Linked DNA regions of Sus scrofa: all the other regions are linked to region 2. Evidence: chromatin contacts called from public HiChIP or PLAC-seq and promoter capture Hi-C data. All regions are on one chromosome and are shown on one strand. Each heading gives the region's core, a stretch centred on a gene start, on an enhancer-like site or on the middle of the called end of the contact. The rest is flanking DNA. Distances are from core to core; before and after follow the strand shown. Region 1 holds the start of AUNIP (aurora kinase A and ninein-interacting protein). Region 2 holds the start of SYF2 (pre-mRNA-splicing factor SYF2). Region 3 holds the start of MTFR1L (mitochondrial fission regulator 1-like).

Region 1 (3,149 bases), core at 539-3,038, 470 kb after region 2:
TCTTCCATCAGCTGAAGCTGGTTCTTCATCTGCTCTGGCAGCCTTAATTTCTGCTTTAATCTTCCTGACTTCTTCAGCTGACAGGGCTCGCTTTTTCAAAACCACCACTTAGAAGTGTTATTTTCTTTGTCACTGTGATCACCATCTTCATCTGGGAGCTGAGGCAGGATTCCTTGGTTTCTTCAGGGGTCCCTTCCCTGCAGCCAACCCATTCCTTGAAACAGGCCAGGAAAGCCGACTTGACTAGCCCCATGTAGATCACCTGGTTCTGCTTGCTTATGGCCGCTCTGGGGAAAAACAGGCTCCCCCTCCACCACCTCCACCACCACCACCACCTGGAGATTGTCTCACCAAACTTTTTGAGTATCTGCCACTTATAAGGCATGTGATATACCAGCAAAGTGCCTGACACATAGTAAGCACTCAATAAATTACATATTGCTATTATGTATACATCTGTTTTCTTCCCCCACAAGACTGTAATAAACTTGAGGAAGAATCCTGCCCTTAGGGTCTGTTTTGAAGCTATTTTTCAAGTGTAAAATGAATATCATTATATCACTACTGTGTAGATGAGTACCAAACAAGGTAATTCATCTGAAATAGCACAATCTCCAGCTTAAAATGCTCAATAAACATGAACTATTATAGCATCCTTTTGCTTTTCTGTAATAACTAACAGAGACTCTTGCATATGTGCCAAACCTGGGTGTAATTTTCAATTCTCCTAGTTGGGTGAACCTGGGTTAATTACCTCACCTGCGTTTCCTTATTCCGCTAAGGGAGATGCTACATATAATACACATTAAATACTTAACACAGTATTTTTGGCACCCAGAGGATGCTCAATAAATATCAGGCCAGCTCCCCTTCCAGTCTCATCTATTTTTTACCCCCTACAGTTTACAAGTTCTGGGCAGGTAAATGGCCGGCAACCTGGCAAGGAGGGACCCACAGGGCAAGAACTAGCCAAGTTTGCATAAGCAGCCAGCCCTCCACACTTCATCCTCAGCTACCGTCCCGTAGGGGCTGTGAGCTCCTAAGGAGTCTGCTCCATTACGCTCTTCCGGGCAAATTTTCCCTCCACCTTCTCCCCTCACCTCGAAACTTCGCTGCCCCAGGGTCTCCACATCCCTCCACGGCCTGCCTGCCTTCCGCCCCCATTTTCTCTTCACTCCTCCCAAACCCTGCTTTTCAACCTTCTTCAGACTCCAATCCCTCTCTCCCCTAAACTTCCAAAGTTGTTCCGACTCGGCCCCCGACTTTACCCCCATCACCTTCTTGTCCCCCCCAAACTCCTCCCTTCTCATGCCTTCGGGGCCCCAAACCCTCCCCACCAACCCCTCTGGCCCCGACACCCCACCTGCGCTTTCCGCCTCTTCAGCGCCGCCGCGTCCAGCCACACGCCGCAGGCCTCCTCCTCCTCCTCCGGGCCTCTCCGCCTCATGGCCGGTGAAGAGAACAAGCCGAAGCAACTCACCGCTGAGTCTCAGGCCGCCTTAGGGAACCACCATAACAGACCCCGCCGAAGTTTAGATCTCGCGCCAACGCTGGGGGTGGAGCAACGGCGCGTCCGCCCGGCGCAGGCACCGCCCCCAGCGTCAGCTCCGCCCCAGCTCAGGCTCCGCCCCTCTCCTAAGCCCAATGGGATGGATACCTTCACTACCACCTCAACAGATCTGATTCGTCGTGAGCCTTTCCAGTTACCAAGGCGCGTTCTTTACGGATTTCTCATTCAAGAGTTGTACTCCGGGAGTTCCCTTCCTGGCTCAGCGGAAACGAATGTGACGAGCATCCGTGAGGACGCAGTCCGATCTCTGGCGTCACTCAGTGGGTTAAAGATCCGGCGTTGCTGTGAGCTGTGGTGTGAGCTGTGGTGTAGGTCGCAGATGCGGCTCGCATCCAGGGTGGCTGTGGCTGTGGCCGGGGCCATAGCTCCGATTTGATCCCTAGACTGGGAACCACCATATGCCTTCGGTCCGGCCCTAAGAAGCACCAAAAAAAAAAAAAGAATTGTATTCTGAAACTGTGCTATATGAACGTGTTCCCGACGTTGCACAAGGAATGCGCGTTTTCTTTTTGCTGAGTTAGTTGCACTTTCTTATAACCATCAGGGCTCAGAGTTTGCCATGTCTCACAGGTGAATCTTCAAGAACATCTCAAAAGGAAGAGGAGGAGCTGAAGCTCTGGTCCTCCAACTCCAAAGCTGGGGTCCTCAAGACTACCCTAAATGGATTACTTTTGTAATTCAAAACAAAAAAAAAGTTTAACTATGAAACCACATGGGAGAGGATTTAGAAAACGTTAAGGAGAATGAAAACTAAAAATTTGGAGTCAGGAACTAGCTTTCAGTCCTGCTTTCACCACTTACTCTATGGCGTTGGATTTTAAAGATTAAGTTTTGTGAAAGTATTTTGTATATTCTGAAAGCTCTTCAGAAATGCAAAAAACGCTGGTAACCCATCCATCCTTCTTTTATCTGTAACCACAATCTCTATAGATGTAATATATATAACAGGTTATTTTAGCAATGGAGTGTTACTTTTTTTTCATCCAGGATTTTTTTTTTTTTTTTTTGCTTTGCTTACCTGTACTTCCTAATTTCCCTCACTGTACATATATTGATCTATATTGCTTGTGTACTGTGGAAATGGCAATAGTGTAAACATTAACATATAACAACATTATAAAAAGTTAACATAAAGATCCTTGATTGAAAGTCCAAAATTGAAATCTTTGTCAAAGTATATATTTAAACACATTCTTTTATTTTTTATTTTTTATTTTTTTGTCTTTTTGTCTTTTTTGTCTTTTGTTGTTGTTGTTGTTGCTGTTTCTTGGGCCGCTCCCGCGGCATATGGAGATTCCCAGGCTGGGGGTTGAATCGGAGCTGTAGCCACCGGCCTACGCCAGAGCCACAGCAACGCAGGATCCGAGCCGCGTCTGCAACCTACACCACAGCTCACGGCAATGCTGGATCATTAACCCACTGAGCAAGGGCAGGGATCGAACCCGCAACCTCATGGTTCCTAGTCGGATTCGTTAACCACTGCGCCACGACGGGAACTCCCACATTCTTTTAATTTGGGGGGGGCACACATGCAGCATATGGAAGTTCCCAGGCTAGGGGTCGAATCAGAGCTACAGCT
Region 2 (3,144 bases), core at 554-3,053:
GGGACAAGGTTTAAAGAAGCATGACTCTGCTCTGAATCAGGCACTGTAAGAAAGCCAGGACATTCTATGATTGGTATCTTTAGTTTTCATATAGGAGCCAAGGTAACTGAGTGAGACTAGTTGTACTTGTCACTGGTGTTAGCAGAAGAAGGTGCTGTGTGGTCATTTCTGTGGTTGGCACAGTCTTGTTTTTGTTACACTCTGATAGAGTGATAGAGTGATGTTGGGAGTTTTATGAAACCATGGCAAAGCTGTCAGGCCACTGAGTTGAAACAGTCAAGAAATGCTTTTTTGTTTCTTGGCTCCAACTGTAGCCAATTGTTTGCTGGACTCCTATCTCAGATATGAATTCTCTTCCATTGCATTTCTTCCCTTTGTGTACATATTTTGGTTTTGTTTTTGTCTTTCTGCCATTTCTAGGGCCGCTCCTGCAGCATATGGAGGTTTCCAGGCTAGGGGGTAGAATCGGAGAAGTAGCTGCTGGCCTACGCCACAGCCACAGAAACGCGGGATCCAAGCTGTATCTGCGCCCCACACCACAGCTCAGGGCAACGCCAGATCCTTAACCCACTGAGCAAGGCCAGGGATCAAACTCACAACCTCTTGGTTCCTAGACGGATTTGTTAACCACTGAGCCACAATGGGAACTCCGCCTTTGTGTAAATATTTTGGACATTTCATTTTTATGTTAATATCTTACTCATCTTTCAAGCAGTAGTTTAGGTGTCATCTCTTATAGGAGACACTCCCTGAGGTCCCCCAAACTGCAACAATATCTCCTCCTCTGCACTCCCAAGGTTCTTTGTTCCTATCTCAATTTTACAACATATATTTTTTAACAATATTTACAATATAATTTTTTAACAACAGTGTAATTTCTAGCCAGAAAATTCTCTCCTCGACTTAAGAACAGAGGCCTTATCTTACTCATCTGGTTCCCCACCAACTAGCTGAACTACTGACCCTACAGACTTTCCGAGATTTGCTGAGTACTTTTCAATGAAGCGACAACCAACTCTTGCTAACATGGACGAGTTTCTTCCATATATATTTCCCTAGATACAATGAAGAGTTTATACAAATCACACAGCAGGGAGGTTGTTAGTAAGATAAATGCCCAAACCAGCCCAACTAAGTTAAAACAGATGTGGGTGGGAGGAGGGCTGGAGAGAGCATGTCCCTTTCCAAAAGTGACTCCAATGTACTGCGAGGGTTGAGAACTACCGGAACGGAACTTTTATCCTGCCCTGCGGGCCTGTCACACGCGCGGGCGCGGCCTCCTCGTCCCTCCAGAAACGCGCACGGCCCCGGCCGGGTAAAAGGTCTCAGCGGGCCTCTCTGGCTACTCACCCGCTTCAGATGCAGTTCCCGGAATTTGCGCAGTCTCTGTTCGCGCTTCTGGGCGGCTAGCTCCTCGGGCCCCAGTGGGGGCTGCTGCTCTTCTGCGCCGTTCCCCGGCACCTACAGCGAGGAGGACAGGCTAGAGTGGGGCCAGTTCGACTTCTTCCCGGAAGGCCCAAGCGATTCCCCACAAGTCCCACCAGGCCGGAAGCTCAGAGCCGACCCAGACCCCACAGTAGCTGTACTTTCCTAGTCTGAAACACAAGCATCTCCTCCACCTCTCGCCCTTGCCAACCACCGGCGCCCTAACTAAAACCCCTGGGTAAGGCCGGCGTCACTTACCTTCTCGACCAGAGTAGCAGCCGCCATTACAGCCTTTCCTTTCCCACTTCCGGCAACAACTCGGAGCACTTCCGCCAGCCTTTGGACTGCCGCGTCAGTACAGGTTAGTAACTAGCGTAAGTCCCGCCCCTTCCAGGAAGCCTCAGGCAATTGGGACGAATCTTTGCCTCTTTCAGACGTGAGAGGTTTTCTATTGGGCAAGGCCTTGCGCAGCCGCAAAAGGCCCGGGGACGGGGAGGGGCGAGTTGGAAAAGGGTGTGAAGTGTTGCGGAAAGATTGACTGGGTAGGAATGGCCTAATGGGGGTACGGTGCAAAGTCGCCTCAACTGTGTATTGTACTCTTCAACGGAAAGGGCTTTCCCTTTAGCGCTTAGCTTCCGTGTCACCTCCTCCGAAGCAGGTCTTCCCTGACGACGCTGTTTCGCGTAGGCCCTAGGGACCGTCATATGGCAGTATTTTAAGATATTTTTCTCATCTGTTCTTTTTTCTTTTCCCCCAACGTTATAAACTGCAGGAGAGCAGGGCCTGTCCCGTCCTGTTCCTTCTTCCGTGCCTAGCAGGGAGACTGAGCCAGAATTAATAAGAGTTGAAGATATTAATATAATTCGGTAAGATTCTGGAAACAGGAGGAATATACGAAAATATTTTTTCTTCACTAAAACTTAATTAGAGGTGGAAATGAAAAAGTAATCCTCCAAATGAAAAGATACCTAGATATAAGATTTGAATGATAGCCGGAAGAAAGAAATGAAATAATTTGAAATACAGAAAGTTAAATTTCCAGGGAGTTCCCGCCGTGGCGCAATGGTTAACGAATCTCACTAGGAACCATGAGGTTGCAGGTTCGTTCCCCAGCCTTGCTCAGTGGGTTAAGGATCCGGCATTGCCGTGAGCTGTGGTGTGGGGCGCAGATACAGCTCGGATCCTGCGTTGCTGTGGCTCTGGCATAGGCTGGTGGCTACAGCTCCGATTAGACCCTTAGCCTGGGAACCTCCATATGCCGTAGGAGTGGCTCAAGAAAATGCAAAAAGACAGAAGAAAAAAAAAAAGTTAAATTTCCATTAATAACGAAGGGATTTCTGGTTGGAAGACAAAATATAAACATAATAGTACAAGGGTATCTCAGTATAAATGTGATGTTATTCTGTCAGAATCTCAGTGGGTTATTGTTTTTGTTTTTTGGAACTGGAAAATACCATGACAAAAATCTTTAAGTTCGGAGTTCCCGTCGTGGCTCAGAGGTTAACGAACCCAACTAGTATCCATGAGGACACGGGTTCGATCCCTGGCCTCACTCAGTGGGTTAAGGATCTGGTGTTGCCGTGAGCTGTGGTATATAGGCCAGCAGCTGTAACTCCGATTGGACCCCTAGCCTGGGAACCTCCAATGCCTTGGGTGCGGCCCTAAAAAAAACCAAAACAACCAACAACAAAACAAATATTGCGGGTAGTATTAATGACC
Region 3 (3,434 bases), core at 814-3,313, 420 kb after region 2:
CATCCTCACCTGAGGCCTCTGCCCGACCTCCACTATGTCTTAAGGCTCATGGTGGGGAAGGGCTCCCAGCTGTCCGCCTGTTACCCTTCTGCCACTTCCCTCCCCTGTCCCCAACATGTCCTACAATACAACTGGAGAGATTGGAGTGGTTCTAAGTGCCTTTTCTTTGACCTGGATGTTCAGTTCTGTCCTTGGTCCCACTCCTTTGCTGGGATTGGCTTGGCAGATGGGCAAGGGAGCATGGCTGGACTACCTTCTGCTGTCTTATTTGTCACTAGAAGGCTTAAGTGACTTGCTCAAAATAAGTTTGTAAGAAATCCCCCATGTAGTTAAGCTGTAGGTCAAGAATCCAACCACAGAGGTTTGAGTTTGATCCCCGGCCGGTGCAGTGAATTAAGGGATCTGGCATTGCCCAGGCTATATAGCATAGGTCACAGATGGGGCTGGGATTTGATCTATGGCCCAGAAATTTTCATTTGCCCCAGGTGTGGCCATAAAATAAATAGGAAAAAAAATTGTTATAGGCTTCATAGTACAACTTAATTATTTTTAGAAACTGATGCTCTGTGTTGAGAAAGATTCTGAAGTTAAAGCCATCATGTTAGAATTAGAGCCTGAGACAGGCATTAGCTAATTCTTTTTTGAGGGTAATTCTTATTTGAGGGTGGGACCATTAAGAGAAACTTGTAAAAGAAGGATTGGAGTAGAATGGGAAAAGGAAAACCCTTGAGCAGAGATCGAGTCTCAGAGCCAAGTCTTGGCCAGATTGCTGGTGCAGGGCTCTGGAGCATAACCCACACTGCCATCCAAACTGGCCTCTTGTACCCTTTAGTAGTCATTGGCTTATGGGGTAGAGTAACTTCCCAGGTTAGGGCTTCCATTCTCCCTCCTGCAAGGGCAATTTTCTGGAAAATGGGGCAGCTGTGAGCAGCCAGTAGAGTTGCTGGGGGATGATTCACTGGTTGGGTAAAAGGGATCTTCATGAAGAACCAAGATAGCATCTGTCACACCAAGGAAAGGCAACTAGAGCGAATTCGCAAGATCTGCCATTGCCCAGGACAGGAAAGTAATGGTTAAAGCATGTTTGTCATCCTGGAAAGAGGGTTGGAAATGGAAGCCAAATTTCATCATTTAAAATATGGTGGGATCAGGGTGGACACCGTCTCTGACCACGGCCAGCTACAGAGTTTACAGGATCAGTGCAAAATGAAAACGCAGGGCCTTTGTTGAAAAAAAAAAAAAATTGTTGTTAATTTCAAGAGGGCAACAGCAGGCACCAATTAGTCTGAGCGTGAGGCCTGTGTGAATGCACAGCTTCTCTCCCCAAGAAGCCAGTCTGTCTCTGGCAGCTAGGACTTGCAACCAAAGAACTATAGCCTGGAAGCCAAGCACAGCCACGTGTTGAGGTCAGATGAGGACATGTGACCCAGGCCTGGATGTCATGGAGACCAGGACTCTGAGGCTTTGAGCACAAAGAGGGAGTGGGTGAGTGAGTCTGGAAGGAATGTGAGTCTCTTTCCCAAAGCATCTGGTGTCTTGCCAGTCTAGCCATCTGATCATCCAACTCACTGAGTATACCTGTGTGTGTCTTTGTGATATACCTAACTGCTAAAATAGAAGAAAGCTACAAAGCCCTGGAGAGCAGAGTCAGAGGAAGAAAGGCCCATTCTTGCCGCAGAGAAGACTGTAGAGGGTCTTGGCTGGGAAGTATGAACTGTGAAGCCACCAGGGCGAGATGGGGCAAAGCAAGCACTAAATCTGGGGCCTTGGATGCCAGAGGGAGGATTCTGAAGTTTGCACTACAGTTGGGAAGAGCAAACACCGATCAATGTGGGGGCCAAGCAGCAACACAGGCCCTTTCCAGAGGTTGGAGCCGGACTAAGCGTGGAGAGTGGTAAGGAGGGAAAGGAGGCCGAGACCAGCGGGAGATGCGACTGGGCGGACCTCGGGGATCAACTTTCCCCAAGGCTCGGACGGCAGGGGGCGTGGCCTCGGGGCTTGTCTCCGCCCTCGGGATCGGCACGTGCCGCCGCCCCGCCCTCCGCGGCTGGCCTGCCCAGGGCGCGCGGGGCCGCGGCTCGGTGCGCAGCTGCAAGGGATCGCTTCCGGGGGGCGGGTCAGCGGAAGTGAGGGTGGTAGAGGCTGGGCGGCCCGCTACGGTAGGAGGGGCCGTGAGGTGAGAGTCCTGAGCCGGAGGCTGAGGTGAGACTAGGTGCGAGTGCCGCCCCAGAGTGGAAGCGCGGCTTTCCGGGTCCGGCCGTCGCGCAGCCTAATGAATGCCAGGCGCTGTGCGTTCGGTGCCCGCGGCTCCGGTGCCCGCGCCGGTTCTCGCGGCAGCCACTGTTGTCCACCTCACTCGGCAGGGGGGAAACGGAGTCCCCGGAGGCAGTTGCTCGCCGGAGTCACCCAGATGCGCCAGAGGCTGCTCGTTTCGGACGCCCCCTCGCTCCTGCCGGGACCCGGCCCCGGGCCTGTGGGTCCAAGGGCCGCCGGAGCTGCGGCAAGAACTTGGCCGACCTTGGCCTTGTCGGGTCGGGCTGTTGCGGGGGAGGGGAGGCGTGTCCCGGGCGAGGTCCCTGGGGTCGCGCAGAGTGTCGGCGCGGCGGAGACCGGGGATGATGGGACCAGGCCCCGCTCGGGAGGCGCTGCGGCTCCTGCGGGAGGCCGTGTGTAAACACTGGGACGGCAGCCTCGGAAGGGGCTGTGGGGGCGCAGAAGTGGTCGGAGCCGGCCAGCGCGGCCAGCGCGGCCAGCAAGCTGGGGGGTCTTCTAGCCGGGCACTTGGGGTGGGGTGGAGGGTTGAACTCGGCGTTCTCGTCCGTTTCTCGATTGGACAAATGAAATGCTCAAGTGCCTACCGTGTATGGAGCAGGCGCTGTGCCCTGCTGGGAAGTCGTCGCCCTTGGGGCAAACTTCACGGCACACCGTTACCTAGATACTGCTGAAGGACCCCAAAGGAAACGCAGGGTGCCTCGGGGTGACTGTCAGGGAAGGGGAGGCGATGCTTGAGCTGAGCTCCAAGAATGATTAAGGATGAACTTGGTGAAGAGGGTGTTGGTGTTTGAAGCAGAGGGAATAGTGTAGACAAGACCATCGAAGGGCTGAAGGGCCAGTGTGGTTGGAGGGCAAGGGGAAAGCAGGTGTGGCTATGAAGTGTGCGGGGGCCAGAGTGGACAGGCCCTGGAGGATGAATGCGGTGAGTGGGTAGACAGGACAGAGAAGGGTGAAGATGAGGTTGGGCCTGACTGCCGAGGCCCTGCAAGCCATGCTGAGGAGTCTAGATGTTATCCTCTTGGCTCTAGCAAGCACAGTGGGTTTTAAGCATGACAGGAACATGATTAGCCAGGAGTTCTAGAAAGATGCCTCTGGCTGTTATGTGAGGGTTAGGTCCAACTGAGTTTGGAGGTGAGTTTGGAGAAGTGGCTGCATGACTA

Evidence for each region. Promoter capture Hi-C pulls out the DNA fragments that hold promoters and counts their contacts. HiChIP or PLAC-seq counts read pairs in DNA pulled down with a chosen protein or histone mark.
Region 1: a promoter capture Hi-C map of liver shows a contact between it and region 2, with 4 times the contacts expected there. The contact joins the promoter of AUNIP here to the promoter of SYF2 in region 2. A contact is called at or near these places in 2 of 5 promoter capture datasets (fetal liver and liver) and 1 of 2 datasets of contacts at active chromatin or transcription factors (alveolar macrophages).
Region 3: a contact with region 2 is called in an H3K27ac HiChIP or PLAC-seq map of skeletal muscle, with 4 times the contacts expected there. The contact joins the promoter of MTFR1L here to the promoter of SYF2 in region 2. A contact is called at or near these places in 2 of 5 promoter capture datasets (fetal skeletal muscle and liver), 3 of 47 Hi-C or Micro-C datasets (liver, mesenteric adipose tissue and omental adipose tissue) and 2 of 2 datasets of contacts at active chromatin or transcription factors (alveolar macrophages and skeletal muscle).

What each region holds. Positions count from the first base shown.
Region 1 is chr6:83,314,854-83,318,002 of Sscrofa11.1, forward strand. AUNIP (aurora kinase A and ninein-interacting protein) reads right to left here and starts at 1,789. Exons shown (of 3, transcript XM_013999063.2): 1 at 1,364-1,789. The coding sequence starts at 1,447. It also overlaps the pseudogene LOC110261117.
Region 2 is chr6:82,841,681-82,844,824 of Sscrofa11.1, forward strand. SYF2 (pre-mRNA-splicing factor SYF2) reads right to left here and starts at 1,804. Exons shown (of 7, transcript XM_021095593.1): 1 at 1,684-1,804; 2 at 1,351-1,461. The coding sequence starts at 1,710.
Region 3 is chr6:83,263,288-83,266,721 of Sscrofa11.1, forward strand. It overlaps MTFR1L (mitochondrial fission regulator 1-like), which reads left to right and starts at 2,064. Exons shown (of 7, transcript XM_021095596.1): 1 at 2,064-2,202.